2 separate regions of the Muntiacus reevesi genome follow, and region 1 is linked to region 2. The links are chromatin contacts, called in public Hi-C maps. All regions are on one chromosome and are shown on one strand. Each heading gives the region's core, a stretch centred on a gene start, on an enhancer-like site or on the middle of the called end of the contact. The rest is flanking DNA. Distances are from core to core; before and after follow the strand shown.

What was found. A called contact is a pair of places that touch in the nucleus more often than the background predicts.
Region 1: a Hi-C map of blood shows a contact between it and region 2, with 3 times the contacts expected there. The contact joins the promoter of TMEM39B here to the promoter of SPOCD1 in region 2. A contact is called at or near these places in 2 of 3 Hi-C or Micro-C datasets (blood and muscle).

Annotation. Positions count from the first base shown.
Region 1 is chr3:115,941,435-115,947,088 of mMunRee1.1, reverse strand. TMEM39B (transmembrane protein 39B) reads right to left here and starts at 2,636. Exons shown (of 9, transcript XM_065930287.1): 1 at 2,525-2,636; 2 at 604-730; 3 at 1-101. The coding sequence starts at 2,528.
Region 2 is chr3:115,735,301-115,740,820 of mMunRee1.1, reverse strand. SPOCD1 (SPOC domain containing 1) reads left to right here and starts at 3,600. Exons shown (of 14, transcript XM_065928901.1): 1 at 3,600-4,766. The coding sequence starts at 3,600.

The DNA.
Region 1 (5,654 bases), core at 1,387-3,886, 210 kb before region 2:
CGCTGGCCTGGACTGGCAGCTCAGGGATCTTGCAGTGCTGCAGGGGCACGACCGTCTGGGTGGCCAGTGGAGGGCTGGAGAGGCCCGTCCCCGAGCTGCTCCTGGGGGAGAGAGGGCACAACATCAGAAGCTGCCTGGAGAACCCTACCAAGAGGGGCTTCTGGCCCAGGACCGTGGGGCAGGCTCAGAAAAGCAGCCCGGGGCAAGGATGGATGGAGTCCGCCTACTCCTTCTGCCTCTCAAAGAAGCTGACAGAGCCTTTCCCTATTCCTCCCTCATCTTATTCAGGCTTTCCAACATTCCCCAGGAAGGAAAGGAAAGGAGAGGAGAAAGGGGCCCAGAGAGGGGAGACAACTTGCCCAAGCCACCAGTGAACTAGGAGCAGAACTGTGAGTGGAATCCAGGCCTTTGGGTTCACTATACTATGTCCCAAGGTATCTGTTCCAGGGACCGCCCTCACCCAGGGACTTTTCTGCTGCTCCCTGCCCTTGAAGCCTCCATCTGGCATCTGGGGTATCATATCCTAGGGCTCAGTCAGGGAGAGCTCTGTCCAGACTGCTCCTCTGAGCCCACAGGAAGTGCAAGAGACAGCAAGTAGTTTACCTGGTGCGGGAACGGACACTGGTGACCGATGCGCTGGAAGTGTGGCCCCCACCCGAGCCCCCAGAGGATCCTGGCTCACAGAGTGGATTTCGACAGTAGGATGTCCTGTTGGGACCTCTTCGTCCTCCTGCGGGGCTCAACATAAGGTAGATCCTCAAGCCAGAGGGCATATATCAAGGATAACAACCTGGCGTCTCATTTCGTCACTCAATCACAGAGACCCATGATTGGTTCCCCTGCCTATCGCTTCAAACGCATCTCCTACCATTCTCTGCCTCGACCCCATGCTTCAGCCAGCCTAATCTTTCTCTCTTTGAGCAAACCAAGCTTACTGCTACCTTCTGCACTTGCTGTACGCTCTGCCATTCTAACTCTCTATCTTATTTCCATTTTTCTTTTCACAGTTTACTCTTCATCTTATTCATTTGTTAACCTATTTACTGCCTATCTTTTCCACTGGAATGGAAGGCCAGTGAGGTCTGTCTCTTTCACTGCTGTATCCCCTCCCTCTACCAGCGTAAGTGCTCAATAACAACACATTGATGATGATGAGGGAATGAATCCAGCAAGGTAGATTACCCAGATTAGTAAATTCAGTTTACACAGAGTCACAGGTGGTATGGGAGTCTGGGTCCTGAGCTCTTTGAACCGGTATACGCAGCTCCTTTGGGATACTACCACAAGTCCCTGTAGGCTTATGATTCCTCCAGGACCCAAGATCTGCCTTAATGGGCATCCTGAGCTCTCACAGTCAGGATTCAGGGCCTGAGCAAGTGTCAAGGGAGAATGGCATGGTTGTGAACCTAAAACATAGACCTACAACTTCTTTCTCTCAGTTGAGCAATCTAGCCCAAGCTCCCAGGTCCTGCAAAAAGCTCCTGCACAAAGCTCCTAGGCACCACCCCAGCCCCAAAGTTATGTGTGTGCTGAGTCACTTAAGTTGTTTCCAAAAGTTAATGTGTGTGTTCAGTGCGACCCCATGGACTGTAGCCTGCCAGGTTCCTCTGTCCACAGGATTTCCCAGGCAAGAATACTGGAATGGGTTGCCATTTCATACTCCAGGGGATCGTCCCAACCCAGGGATCAACCCTGTGACTCCTGCATTGGCAGGCAGATTCTTTATCGTTGAACCACCTGGGAAGCCCAAAGTTAAAGCCTTGTTCATATCTCATGACCACACAGCAGCCTCCACAGACACCCACACCCCCAGCCCTAGCTTCTCCGCCTGGAAGCTTTTCCCCAACGTTTCCAAAAAAGTTCTTGTTCAGGAACTCTGCCGCGACCAGCCCCAGCGCCAAAGCTCTGCTACTCTACCTGGCTTAGAAAACCCCACACAGGTATCCTCAGTCCAAATGCTCTACCCACACCCACTCTCCTCTCTTTAGAAGCTCTGCACCCACATATAGCCTCTCAGCCCAGAAGCTCCGCCTACACACAATTGTCAGCTCAGAAAACCCGCCCACAAACCAATAGAAGCTCTCTCTGCCCAGAAGCCCGGCTCCAGAGTGGGCTCCCTTCATCTCGAAGGTCTCCTTTCCGCCCCACCTCCCCAGTATAAAGCCCCTACTGCCCAGAAAATTTGCCCCTGCACCAGGGCCTACGGGCTAGGAGCCCCGCCCTTAGCATGAAGGCCACGCCCACGAGCAGCCCCGCCCCACTCAAGCCCGGGACAGTGGGTCCCCATTAAAGCCCCCAGGAACCTCCGCAATTTAGGAGCTCCGCCCACCCCTCCAATGTCCCGCCCCCACAACAGAAGCCCCACCCGCAAAACGACAGGAGGGGGCGGGGTCCCCCTGGGCCCAACATCCCCTCCCCCTCCCCTCGCCGGGATCCTGTCCGCGTGGGGGAGCAATTAGCAGCCTGGCCATCCTGACCCCGGAGCCCGCCCGTTCCCGGGCCAAGCCGGACCCGTGCCGCTCACCCATCTCCTCCCCCCGGCGCTCTCCGCTTCGCCGCCGCAGCTCCTGCGGGCAATATGTCGGAGGCGACGGCGGCCGAGAGAGGACTAACCGCCGCAGCCCAGTCCCCGGGTATCAGCTGCGCGCTCCCGCCCCGCCGCCAGATTTGCATACAAGGCGGGCTAGAAGCTGGGGGCGCGCTTCTTAAAGGGGCCGCCCTGGACAAAGGCAGTGCCGCGCGCTCTTTGTCTCGCGGTCTCCCACGCCCTTCCTGCAAATGCAGCTGGAAAACCCGAGAGGGAGGAGAACCTATCTCCATCTCTTCCCTTGCCTGCCTTTTCCTAGCACCTTTTCAGGACCGAGGGAGGGGGCCAGAACCTCATCTCGGTTCCTGCATCCATGAGTCGTCCACTGGCTCCTCAAACTGATCGCGTCCCAAATTGGGCTTTCATCTTTCTCTTTGGCCTTATTGCTCTTAGTCCATCCCAATCAAAACTTGGGAGTCATTTCCTCCTTTTCCTTCTACCGCCATATCCAGTCTTCCACCTAGTCTTCCTGACGCTCAGTTCAGTTCAGTTCAGTCGCCCACTCGTGTCTGACTCTGCGATCCCATAGACTGCCGCTCGTCAGGCTTCCCTGTCCATCACCAACTCCCGGAGCTTGCTCAAACTCCTGTCCATCGAGTTTGGACGTCGAACTATCTCATCCTCTGTCGTTCCTTTCTCCTTCTGCCTTCAGTATTTCCCAGCATCAGGGTCTTAATGAATTAGCCCTTCGCATCAGGTGGCCAAAGTATTGGAGCTTCAGCTTCAGCATTATTTCTCACTTCTGAGAATATGTGAGGAAGAATATCCTTCTTTCACTACATTAGTTCAAATCCTGATTCTGCCAGTTCCAAGTCTTGGATTCCTGTTTCTTGCTCTTTACTGGTAACTCACTTTACAGGGCTTGGTGAGTATTAAATGAGATAATGCATGTAGAACAGAGTCTGTTTTGATAAATGTTAACCGTCATTACTATTAAGATGTATGGCCATCACTTAACACAGAGGGAGCTCTCAATAAATGAGCTGTTACTAGTAATTGTTATGATTTCTTCCCTCATAAGACTTCTAAGTTGTCTCCATCATCTGGTACCTCCCATCAATTAGCACAATGTTTGGCATATAATAGACAACAATATTCAATTAATTAAATGATTTAGGTATTTAATTAATAGAAATTCACAAAGCTTACAGTTAAGTGGGAGGAGATGGGCGTAAAAAATATAGTAAAAATCATTAGAAAGGAATGATTGAGATGGAGGAAAACAGGAAAGGGGGATGGGAGGTTGCAATTTTAAACAGGGTAGTCAGTAGGTTTCACAGAGGTGACTTTTGAACAAACACTTGAAGGAAAGAGTGAGTCAGTCATGTAGATATCTAGAGGAAGGGGGCGGTTCAGGCAGAGGGAAAAAGTCATTGGAAGGGCCCTCAGGTACAAGCACCGAGCACGCCTGCTATGTTTAAGAAACAGCAAGGAGGCCAATGTGGCTTGAAATGGAATAGACATGAGAGTTGGACATGAGAGAGAATGGACCTGAGACTTTTACTCTGAATGAGATGGGAGCTACTGGAGGGCTTGAACTCCCTTTTTTTTTTTTTTTTGAACTTCCTTTTTTAAAGAATCACTCCAGCTGTCTTGTGAGAATAGCCTGTAGGGCAGAGGGGTGGAAACAGGGAGACCAGGATGCTACGGCAGTGATTGTAGCAAGAGATATTGATGGTTTGTACCAGACTGGGTGAAATGAGTCATGTTGGAGCCTGGATTTGAAGGTAAAGTCAACAGAGTTTGTTGACAAATTTGGATAGGTGTGCAAATGGAAGAAAGAGAAGATAAGGATTGCTGCATGGTTTTTAGCCTAGGCAAATGGAAATATGGAGCTTAACATATATACTTCTATTAAATTATAGAGCTATATTAATAACAAAGAGGCCTTCCTTTCTGGGGAAAAAGAGGGCTTAGTAAGGGAGAACAACTGCATCACAAAGCAGGTCACAAAGTAGGGTAGAAACCAGGGCTGAGATTCCTTTTTCTAGCCAAAGAAATTCTGGTTAGACGAGCCAGTTCCGACCTCTTTAGAGTACTGAATTTGAAGTGTATCTTGTTAGTGACTGAATCCCCAACACCTGGCAACCACCTGGTATGTGATAGGCATTTATTTGGGATCAATTCAGTTGAATTGAGGTAGTGGCAAACTAGCTCTTGAAAGGAAGCCAGTTGGGAAGGGAAGCTAAAGATTTCGGGAATATTCCATAGACAATGACTGAAGCTGGGCCATTCCTGGGAACTCATTTTAACTCAGGTCAATAAACATTTCTGAGCATCTGTTGTATGTTGGCCACTGAGGATACAGAGGTGCTGCTCATTAGTGGGAGAGACACAGAGGAGAATCAATAAATTATGACCCAATGTGGTAACAACAGGAGTATGTACCAGGTACAGAGGTGGATGGAAGATGACTAACCTTGACAGGGGAGGTAATCAAGGGAAGGCTTCATAAGAGAGGACATCGGACCTGGTTTCTGAGAATAGGAGTTTGGCTGTTCCATTCCTCAGGGTGGAAGCAATAGCTTGAGTCTGGTAATTGCCTTACTGGGGCTGGTGGCAGGGGAATGTCTTGCTGTGCATCTACCATGTGGAAGGTACTTGACTTTGTACATGGCAAATACTCAGGACATGTTTGCTGAATTGATTTTTTTAAAAAACATTTAAAAATTTCATTTATTTAGTTTTGTTTGCACTGGGTCTTCATTGCTGCTCACGGGCTTTCTCTAGGAGCCACGAGCTGGGGGTTACTCTTTTTTGGGGTGCACGGGCTTCTCATTGAAGTGGCTTCCATTGTAGAGCATGGGCTCTAGGGCATATGGGCTCAGTAGTTGCTGTTTATGGGCTCTAGAGCATGGGCTCAGAAGTTGTGGTGCACAGGCTTAGTTGCTCTGTGGCACGTGGTGTCTTCCTGGAGCAGAATTCTTATCTACTGTACCACAAGGGAAATCCTGCTTAATTGATTTGAGGGTGTTCAATCAACCCAGGGTATGGGGAGAAGGGCACTCAAATGGACCACTATGCATGTGACCGATTACCTGTGGCTCCTGCTCACCTTGTAAAGGTC
Region 2 (5,520 bases), core at 2,351-4,850:
ACAGAGCACAAAATAATTTAATAAAAATGCACAATATTTTGGTGGAGAAAAATCACAAAAGTGAATTGAAAACCTGAAAGTATAGAGAGAAATAAATCAAATTTATAGGTTAGAAGACTCAGTATTAAATATACTCAGTTATACCTCCAATCTGTACATTCAATGAAATTTTATTATAAATCCCAACAGAATTCTTCAGGGAACTTGAAAAAATGATTCTACCATTCATATGGAAGAATAAAGGTATGTAGACAGCTAAGACAATCATGAAAAATAGGAGTCAAGTTGGGGATAGGACTTGCCCCCAAGGTATCAAGATGCTATCACAAGACCGTAGAATTAAAATAATGGAATGTTAGGAATAGACAACTTGATCACTGGAACAGAACAAAGAGCCCAGAAATAAACCCAAGCTTTACTGGGAACAAGGTATACATCAGAGACGTCATAATCAGTGGAGGAGTCAGTCAGCAACCAATTCAGTAAAGGGCATTGGGCTAAAACCTGGCAAAACTTTGCCTCGATTATTTTGTATGATAATAAGACATTTAGAATATCAGGAGACAGTGATACCTGCTGGGTTTCTAAACCAATTTACTAAAGGAAATGAAAAGAGGTAAACATAGGATTAATATAGGTAAAGGATTTAGACCACATACCCAGCACTAAGTTTCCCTCATTAACATATTTTTGCTTTTTAAATTCAACATCATGTCTTTGAGATATTGGATAGGCTAAACAGTTCATTCAGGTTTTTCCATAACAACGTATGGAAACCTTGGCTTGAAGTAGCACTATTTGTATCAGTCACTATTGTCCTTTTATCCTCTATACCATGCTTCTCCTTTCCTTGTCCAATTGTGGGAGACTTTCATTATCTCAATGGGCCAGAAAAATAGTCTACTTGGTCTTAATGGCCCTGGTCCATGTCTCTGCCATCATGACGGGGACATTCCATGGTGGGAAGTCATCTTCAAAAATTTTTCTTTAGAGCAGTAATTGCGGTCATTGGTAACATCCAATCTCACCTCTTAACCTTATTTGTGACCTTGACAGCCATATAATGAGAGTTTTCAATATGGATCACACTACAGCTTTTTTTTTTTTTTTTTCTTGAAGTAAATTTTATTTTCTAGAAGAGTTTTAGATTTGGAGGAAAAAAAATGAAGATTTGTACAGAGAGTCTCCATATACCCAGCACTCAATTTCCCTCATTAACATTTTCTTGCTTTCTAAATTCAACATCATGTCTTTAATATCCAACATCTTTATTGGATTGGCTAAAAAGTTCGTTCGGGTTTTTCCATAACATCGTATGGAAACCTCTATGAACTTCTTGGTCAACCCAATATTTAAATGTATTAATTCTAACTGAATGTAGTAATCCCATTGACTGGAAGCTTCTCTAGGTCTCACATGGCACAAGTTTCATGCTGGGGAATTTCATCTCCCCCTCAGTCAAATCTCTAGCTCTGCAGTGAAAGTATTTACATAGTCATAATGTTATAAATGGGGCTTCCCTGGTGGCTCAGCGGTAAAGAATCCACCTGCCAAGGCAGGAGACACGGGTTCTATTCCTGCGTGGGGAAGATCCCCTGGAGAAGGGAATGGTAACCCACTCCAGTGTTCTTGCCTGGAGAATCCCATGGACAGTGGAGCCTGGGAGGCTACAGTCAATGGTTTTGCAAAGAGCTGGACATTACTGAGCAAGTAACACACAACAACTAGAGAATGCCTGTGCACAGCAATCAAGACTCAGAGCAGCCAGGAATAAATTAATTATTTTAAAAAGTCAGCAAAAAAAAAAAAAAAAAAAAAAAAGTCAGCAACATTTCTTTTAAAAAAGATATGTAAATTTATTTGGCTGCACCGAGTCTTAGTTGTGGCATGCAGGATCTTTAGTTGCAGCCTGTGAACTCTTAGTTACCACATGTGGGATCTAGTTTTCTGACTAGGGATCAAACCCAGGTCCCCTGCATTGGCAGTGTGGAATCTTAGCCACTGGACCACCAGGGAAGTCCCAGATGGAAAATATTTTCAAAAAAATTTCAAGAAAGACTCCAAAAGCAAAATTTGAATTTCCTAAGCACATGCAAGATATTCATACAGCATTTACACTGTACAAGGCATTATAAACAGTATAGAGATGACAAAGTATTTGGGAGGATGTACATAGGTTACATACAATGGCTATGCCATTTGGTATAAGGGACTTGAGCATTACAGAATTCTGGTGTGCCTGAGAGTTGGAGAACCAAATTCATCAATCAAAGAGATGACTATAATAGCAACTAGTAGAAAAACAAAAATATATATAAATATAAAAGACAAAAACTGGGAGGAGCAAGGGGGAAGGGATTGGTAATGAAATCACACAGTAGTTAGTCAATAGACACTGTTAGCCTGGTGAGCTGCAGTACATGGGGTGGCAAAGAAAGGAACATAATTGAGCGACTGAACAACAAAGATATTAATAAACCAACGAACAGAAGTATGAGTATATTATTCATAGTCACATGAATAAAAAAAGAAAGAAAGTTGTTCCCAAGAGCTGGGCAAGTGAGAGGACATTTTTAGGTTTTAATTTCTAACCTTTCTGTTGGGGTTGGGTGTTGCGTGTTCATCTACATGAATTATATTTGAGACAACAGTAATTAAAATAAATAATGGAGGAAAAAATCTAGATAGATCTGATTCTGATATTTCTCTAGAGGTTCAGGTACTTTCAGTAACGCCCCATTACCTAGGATCAAGATGAAACTCTGACGCAGGCATTCAAGGCCCTTCCTCGCCAGGCACTTCCTCCCGGAAGCCCTTGGGTGGAAGAGAGCGCCCTCTGTCGGAGCAGCGACGTCAGCACGCCCGAGGTCCCACCCTTTGCGTATCAACAGACTCCGCCCCCATCCCTGGGGGGGGGGGCGCTCTCCGCATCACGTGATCTCAACCCCTTAACACCTGGGTGTCGAACCCCAAGAAGGGGAGCCCAGAGACCCCAGACCCCAGGTGAGAGCGAGTGGGTCGGTGGGTTCTGGGTTCCCTGAACGGTGGGAGGCTGCCTGGTCAGGCTGGGAACGTGATTGGGAGCGTCTGTCAGGCGCGGCCCGATGTGAGGGTGATGGGCAATTAACCTGAGTGGCTTAGAGCTGGGCTTTTTGTCGGGGACCAAATCCCGGGTCTTCCATTTTTTATCTGCGCATGGCCTTGGGCGAGTCACTGAATCTCAAGTTTCCTTGCCTGTGGCTGCCAGCATGAAATGAAATAATGCACAGAAGTACATAATTCATAAATAATAACTGTTGTTTTTAAAGCTCATACATGCAAATGTGTGAACTCTCAGAAGAGGGGAAGACCTTATAAAAGGTGGCTGTAGCTCAACCCTGTTTGGAGACAGGCCTCCCCTCCCTCACCTGGGGCGCTGTGTCCCGCTGGGGTGCTTATGTCTGTGGTTCCTGGGTGCCCTGGAGGTGCCACCTGTAAGGGAGGCTGCCTCCGAAGTTCCCACTGATCTGGTGTCCTGAGTGGGCTGGCAGATCAGACCCCCACCTCTTATCTCCTCACAGGGCCTGCCTTCTGCATTGGGCCCTTGGAGGCGAACAGACATGTCTCAGGAGGCGGCTCCAGCGGGCCCCAGCACAGAGGACCCCGTTCTCAGTCCCCTCAACAGCCTTGGACTTTTCCAGGAGGGTGTGGGAGAAACTAGCTCCATGTCAGGCCTGGCACCAAACCTGTCAGGAGAGAACTCACGGGACCTGGTTCGTGCTGGCAGCAGGAAGCGCGTCCTCAGGGAAGAGTCTTGTCAAGGTGCCAGCTCCCAGGCAGTGGGTGCTCCTGGGGCTAGCCTAGAGGCCACGGCCCATCCAGTGGTCCTGGGGCTGCAAGCTGTGGGACAGAACCGGGATTCAGTGCCCAGCCCCAGGCTCATCCCTCAGCTGCCCACAGCGCCTGCTCAGGGGAGGGCTCAGGCCTTCAAGAGGGTTCAGATTATTCTGCATGATGTCTTGGCTGGAAGTTGTCCCGGGAATCTTTGTAGTGGGTGTGTGGGGTCAAGAAAGAAAAGCAGGAGGTCTGAGACCATCTCAGAGGGTCAGGAGGGTGGCTTCTTGGGGCTTGGTCAGAGCCCTAGTGGGGACAAGCCCCAGGCTGTGGGAGACCCCCCGCCAGGTGCTGACGTAGTGTCGTTGGGAGGCCCGTGCAGTCCTCTCTCTTGCAAGGACACTGGGTCTGGGCCTGGACACCCAGGTGGAAGTTGGGTGGACTGTGACCCAGGGATTCAGAAGTTTGAATATTTGTCCACTGTAGGGAGTGGGACCCCTCCAGCTAGCCCCTGTGACCCTGTGAACTCCCCCCTGCCCAGTGGAGGACCGTCACTTCAGCTAGCTGCCCAGGATCCCCTCCAGAGCCCTGAGCTGTGCCCGGGAGGGTCTGGAAAGGCTTCCACAGCACAGCAGGAAGCCGAGCACATGGGGAGGCCTGGCGATGGTGATGGCCATGGCACTTCACACAACCAGGAGGAGCTGGAGGTCGGGGCTCTACCAGTGTCTGGGGGGAGGCCAGGGCAGGGACTTGCTAACACCCCCTCCAGCTTCCTGGAGCCTGGAGCCAGCAAGGCTAGCTCAAGCCCATCCACGAGGCAAAGAAATGCCAAGTGTGCTAAACGTTTGAAAATGGGCCCAGTGCCTGCTGCGGATCAGGGCACTAACAGATGCCCAGACAGCTCCAACCAGGACCAACCAGAAGAATCCAGCCCAGGAAGCGGCCCCAGACTGGTAAGTTGACCCTGAGAGGTTGGGATGGGAAGGGCATCTTTATCTTTTGGTGTCAGTGAGTCATGTGTTCAAATCCTATCTCTGCCCACATTCTAGCTGAGTGGCCCTGGAATATTTTTTAAGCTGTTTCCTCATGTGTGAAAAGGGAATACTAGTTCCACTTTAATGGGGTTGTTTTGAGAATTAAATGAGATGATGGTGTGAAATAACGTACCTAGCACAGCATAAGGCACAAGGTAAATACATTTGTGTTAAATGTGCTTTTCCTTGAGTGTTACAACAGTCCTGTGAGATAGGCATTAGCCCTGTGTTTCCGTGTGGGGAAGCTGAGGCTCAGAGAAGTTAACAAACTTCTCCAAGTTCACACAGCAAGGGAGTCAGTGCCTAGACATATTCCCTGTGTTCACTGCTTCCCTTTTCATTGTTCTTTTATTGATCATAATTAGCATTTTATTAATACTAATAATTATGGTCAGTATGTTTATATACCAAGGGCAGAAGATGGCATTGCTGTGTTTGGTGTATATTTCTGACATAGTTGAATTTTTTTTAATTTTTTTATTATGTATTTATTTATTTATTTATTTTTGTTCTTATTGTTTTTTTTTTTTTTCTTACTAGTTGGAGGCTTGAATTTTTTTTAAATTGAAGCATCATGTTAGTTTCAGGTTACAGCATAGTAATTCAGTTATATATATGTAAGAGTCAGACACGACTGAGTGACTGAACTGAACTGAATATATATGTATATATA